Regions from separate parts of the Mus musculus genome. Here region 1 is linked to region 2. A link is a contact called in public Hi-C data. All regions are on one chromosome and are shown on one strand. The core of a region is the stretch at or near the end of the contact, and the rest is flanking DNA. Distances in the headings are between cores, read along the strand shown.

Region 1 (2,813 bases), core at 78-2,577, 680 kb before region 2:
CTGGGAAATTATATGTAAATGATTACATATCCAGTGAACAGACTTGTGTAAATGGCTACACAGATGTATCAATTTTACACAGTGAATAAAAAAGACACCAAGAGACCAACAGTGTCTTTGAGGTTATGTCCCTCTTGCTTCTGCCCAAGCAGCTTTCAGGCTGTGACAGAGCGAAGCATACCTGTCTCATTTTATAGAGATGACTGTCTCAGGGACACAGCCTCGAAGGGACAAAGCTGGCTGCAGACCTAAGCAAGATTACTCATGGTTCCTTTGCAGCCTGCCTCCTTCTCTTCTCCTCCCATCCCCTGAAAAATGGCTCCATCAACCTGGCTCAGCACGTTGGCCTCTCAGGTCTGGTTCTTACTTGCAGGAATCATTCTGCCCACAAGAATTTATTCAGTACCTCCGTGGCCAAAGTCCTGTCTACTGCTAAAGACATAGAGTGATAGTTACTGGCCCTGGAACTGCCTTCCTCAGGAGCCAGTATCTAGAGACAGCCAGAAATTGAGAGCAACTTAGGAGACCACTAATTGTCTGTTATTAAAGACCGGTGGCGTTGTTTATGCGTATTTCTTGAGTTATTTGTGCTTCTTGTCCTGAGACGTGATGTATGGAACAGGTAAGGAGAATTTGCTGAGAGACTGCAATGTGTTCCTTGCCTGCTCTCATCCTTTTTCTTCTTTTTAAACAGCTATAGGAATTAGTGTCTAAATAAAATCAACCAACAGGAAAGTGAGCACAGTGCTGCTTTATAACTCTGACAGATGACGGTAACGGACCGCAAACCTGTAGCACAGAAAACCTATAAAACAGGCCTCAAAGCACAGCGCTTTTGTCAAGTTAGAATGAAGGATGTTCTGGGCTCCGGGGGAACTTAGCAGCCAGGAGCGAGGGAGAGTTCCTCAGGTCTTGTGAGCAAGATGTTTATAGCCTGCAAGACTGAAAATCTGAGTTCCAGAGATGTGGAGGCTGAGTGCAGAGGAAGAGCTCGAGGTTGCTTCATGTATAAGCTCCGTGGGGTTTTGATAGCCCTGCACTCACCAGGTCACTGGAACACAAGATGACTGGAGGCTTTCTTCTTTTTCTTCCCCCCTCCCTCCTTTCCTTCTGACAGCTGGACAATCAGGGCTTTTCTTGCCAAAAGCAAAATGAAGAGGACTGGGAAGTCTGAAAAGTAGGCTTCTGTGTCTGGTCCAGTCCCACTTACTGATGCATAGACCCCATGGTTCCGCAAGGTTAGCACAATAACACTGTCTAGGGATGACTCTCTGCCAGTCACCACACTCACCATGGTCCCTATCAGTTCTTTACCAGCCTTGCTTTCCCTTTCAACCACTTCTGCATTGCGCAACTGATTTCATTTCCTGACTTAACCCAGAGTCTCTGAGTCTCACATCCTACAGATTCTGACACATCTTGACTCTCTCCTCTTCCTCTGCCTTCCACCAGAAAAGATACCTCCACTTTGCTTCGATTCCTAAGGATCTACTCACCCTCCAAGTCTTACCAAGCCAACCTGTCCAGAAGTGCTGGAACAGGGAAGTAGAGGAGGGTTGGAAGAAGTGTGGTAGGGTTACAGCGCTTAGACACAGTCCTGCGGGAACCTCTGCTCAGCATGCAAAGCTATAGGTGCTGCTAGCTGCTCAGATCTGTTTGCAAATCTATGAGCTGGTTTAAGAATCTGAGCATTAGTCTTTCTAGTGCCACTGTGGAACAGCCGCCAGAGTCAGTCAACAGGGACGTGTTGCTCAGGAATCAGACCTAATATAAAGAACAGGAATCTTGAATTCAAATAACGAATGTCTGCAGAACGCTGCCCAAGGATACTGACTTCATAAAAATACAAATAGAAAAATCTTGATTCCTTAACTAGGAAAATGGCTTATCAGGCAGATGGAGAAGTGGAACGAATACAGCCAGGGATCAAGATGGTGACTTGACAATTTGCTGAGGAATTATGCCAGAACAGAACATTAAAAAAAAAAAAATGGAGGCACTGGAGAGATGGCTCAGTGGTTACCAGCACTGACTGCTCTTGGTTCCTGGCATCCGCATGGTGGCTCACAACCATCTGTAATTCCAGTTCTAGGGAATCTTATGTCTTCTGGTCTTTGCAGGTACCAGGCTAGGCGCATACACACATACATATATGCAGGCAAAACACTCATACACAGAAATCTTTTTTTCTTTTTAAAAAAGTATGAAGAAACAAAAACACGGGGGTGGGGGGCTGCTGAGTCAATGGCAGAGTGCTTACCCAGCATGTGTGAAGCTACGGGCTCTATTCAAGGGCCACAGCAAACGACCTAGTAATCAGAAAGGGCCAGCACATGCCTGTAATCCCAGGGCTCAGGAGGCTGAATAAGGATGGTCACATGAGCTCATGTGTTTGATGCCAACCTGGGTAACATATTGAGGTCCCATGTCTGAAAGGGAGGGAAAGAGCATAGGCGAGAGAAAAATGGAAAATATCAGGACACTGAGTTCTAGAAAGAGAGAGCAGACAGAAGGAAGAAAATTATTGCCCAAGAAATCATAAAAGCAATTCTCTCCAGCACAAGAAGGTGTGAGTTCTGGGACTGACAGGATCCTCAGGGCAGTATCCTCAGAGTTCAGAGTGAAAATCACTTGGAACCTGTAATTACAGACTCGGCCCATTATAAAGCCCATTATCACTCAGAATAAAGACCTTTCAGGCATGAAAGGAGCCTTGCATTTTTGTACTCACACATTCTTCCCTAAGATAGATAATAGAAGGCTTCTGAAGCAAGAAGAAATGTGAAGATGCACAGAAGGGGATGCAAGAAACA
Region 2 (2,700 bases), core at 101-2,600:
TGAGCAGGAACTCCACGGAAATTACCCAAATGGCTAACAAGTGCAGGGGAGGCTGTGAGGACCCTTCAGTAACCATGGGCATTCAAGGGCTAGCCACAGTGAAGTATCTTTACACAGCCGTGAGCCAGGCTAAAGCCAAAATGTGGGGTAATAGCGTCAGCAACAATGTGGAAGAACTGGAATGGTTGTTTGGGGGAATCTGTGGCTCATCATCAAAGAAAATGTCTTAGTTAGGGTTTTACTACTGTGAATAGACACCATGACCAAGGCAAGTCTTATAAGAAACAACATTTAATTGAGGCTGGCTTACAGGTTCAGAGGTTCAGTCCATTATCATGAAGGTGGGAGCATGGCAGCATCTAGGCAGGCATGGTGCAGGCAGAGCTGAGAGTTCTATGTCTTCATCCAAAGGCTGCTAGTGGAAGACTGACTTCTAGGCAACTGGGGTGAGAGTCTTAAGCCCACACCCACAGTGACACACCTACTCCAACCAGGTCACACCTATTCCAACAAGGCCACACCTCCAAATGGTGTCACTCCCTGGTCCAAGAATATACAAACCATCACAGAAAGTTAAGTCGTACATTGACAATCCCACTTCTAATTCCAATTCACTTCAGTTATAGCCTTCACACAGAAGAGTGCAGAGCCTCATGGACCCTGCATCCAGGACAGGAATGAGAACGGCCACAAGATCCCGGAGGTCAACACAAGCTGTGAGCCCACCAACAGGAAAACAGAAACACAATATTTATCTAAGTAAATCCTGCAGCAAAGAACCCAAGCAAACTGCAGTCACACACAGGTATGGTGGGTCTTGCTAAAGGAATGCTACTTGTGACACAAAGAGGAGACAGACCAAATGCCTGCTTAATTTTGTTCCTTTTGTTTGTTTGTTTTTGAGACAGGGTTTTACGTTGTCCAGGCTGGCCTTGAATTTGCTATGTAGTCAAAGATGACTTTGAGCTCTTAATCCCTCCTGCCTCTACCTCCCTAAGCACTGGGACTATAGCTAGGCAGCGCAATGTCCATACATGTATATTTTAAGGCAAGATTAGACAGTGATGTTTATCACTTAGCACAGCAATAAACACAGGAAGGCTCTGGCCACCAAAATTGCCAAGAGATGAGAGTTAGAACTCAAAGGGAGCTTGGGGGCTCTGTCAGGGCTCAGGGTCATGACCTAGTGGATACTCCCAGGATACATGCCTTAGAAGCCTTTGCTTGTGTGTGTGTGTGTGTGTGTGTGTGTGTGTGTGTGTAAACATACCACTTGTTTTTTTGGATTCTGCTCTTATTTGAGGAACTGTCTGCTGAAGGCCCTGTGCCAAGAGGTTGGTCACCAGCCTGTGACACTATTTAGAAGATGGGAGTGTGTGTTTGAAGGGGACAGTGGGACAGACCCTGGTCCTTCCTCTTTCTCTCTCTCACTTTTCTTTTTTTTTTTTTAAAAGATTTATTTATTTATTTATTTATTTATTTATTTATTTATTTATTATATGTAAGTACACTGTAGCTATCTTCAGATGCACCAGAAGAGGTCATCAGATCTCATTACGGGTGGTTGTGAGCCACCATGTGGTTGCTAGGATTTGAACTTCGGACCTTCGGAAGAGCAGTCGGGTGCTCTTACCCACTGAGCCATCTCACCAGCCCCTCTCTCACTTTTCTTAATGTGTAGGAGTGTTTTGCCTACCTGTGTCCATGTCCCACATGCAAGCCTAGTGCCTGAGGAGTTCAAAAGACATCATCAGACCCCCCTGGAACTAGATGGTTACTGATGGTTGTGAGCCACCATGTGGGTGCTGGGCACTGACTCCAGGTCCTCTGCAAGAGCAACAAGTGCTCTTAACCTCTGAGCCATCTCTCCTGTCCCTTCCTCTTTCTCTTTGCTTCCCAGAAAGGATGACAGGAGAAACTCCCCCCACCACATGATCCCACCACCATATTCTGCCCCAGCAGCTCCAAAAGCAACAAAGGCAACCAGCTGTGCACTGAGACCCCCAAAACTGTGAGCCAGAACAAGCCATTATTCTTTAAAATTATTTTAAATTACCTTTTCTTTTATATGTGTGTGGGGGGACATGCTAAAGCACATGTGTGTAAATGTGTGAAAAGCAGAGGTTAACTACATCCTTTCCTCCCACCATATAGGTTCCAGGAGTCAAATTCAAGTACCAGGCTTGGCAGCAGGTAAAATGCCCTTCCCCACAAAGCCATCTTACCAGCCCAGCCTTTCCCGTTTTACAGCTGATTATCTCTGGCGCTTTATCACATCGATGCAAAGCTATTTATATAGCTTCAACATTTTCATAGTCACTTGATTTTTTTCCCCTTGAGCTTCAGTCTTGTGTAGCCCAACCTGGCCTCACCGTGCGGCTGAAGATGACTTGGAGCTCCTGGTTTTCCTGGATTCCCACCTCGGGAGCTCTGGGATGACCGACGTGTACCACCGAGCCCGGCCATATCCACCTGATTGTTAACCAGGCTGTTACTCCTGGCAGCAGCTCTACTTTCTAAAAGTGCAGCGTGAACAGTAAAGTGCGGGGATACCAGGCAAATTGTCCTCTTTCAGTGAAACAGACCTAAGTTTGGGCACAAGACAAAGGGCAAAGGGCCAGGCTGGTGCAATAAGAGAGTGGGCACTGAGCCTATCTCTGCCTGTCTGGCCTCTGCTTCACACAGTGGATCAGCACCGGG

Evidence for each region. A called contact is a pair of places that touch in the nucleus more often than the background predicts.
Region 1: a Hi-C map of bone marrow-derived macrophages shows a contact between it and region 2, with 22 read pairs. The contact joins two enhancer-like sites. A contact is called at or near these places in 2 of 39 promoter capture datasets (embryonic stem cells and neural stem cells), 5 of 15 datasets of contacts at CTCF or cohesin (the NIH/3T3 cell line, hippocampal excitatory neurons, large pre-B cells and 1 more), 98 of 484 Hi-C or Micro-C datasets (the 63-12 cell line, the AML12 cell line, B cells and 58 more), 18 of 115 datasets of contacts at active chromatin or transcription factors (the 230-238 cell line, the NIH/3T3 cell line, astrocytes and 14 more) and 3 of 9 other capture datasets (embryonic stem cells, embryonic tail and embryonic trunk).

What each region holds. Positions count from the first base shown.
Region 1 is chr6:89,626,760-89,629,572 of GRCm38.p6, reverse strand. No RefSeq gene overlaps it. Among named protein-coding and RNA genes, the nearest start is that of Txnrd3, 16 kb to the left of the region's middle. Within about 2 kb of position 1,327, at least 15 of the 459 cell types and tissues checked have an H3K27ac peak or open chromatin away from gene starts, as enhancers often do. A contact at or near this core is called in bone marrow-derived macrophages, where this site is marked.
Region 2 is chr6:88,946,586-88,949,285 of GRCm38.p6, reverse strand. No RefSeq gene overlaps it. Among named protein-coding and RNA genes, the nearest start is that of Gm36354, 8.0 kb to the right of the region's middle. Within about 2 kb of position 1,350, at least 1 of the 459 cell types and tissues checked has an H3K27ac peak or open chromatin away from gene starts, as enhancers often do. A contact at or near this core is called in bone marrow-derived macrophages, where this site is marked.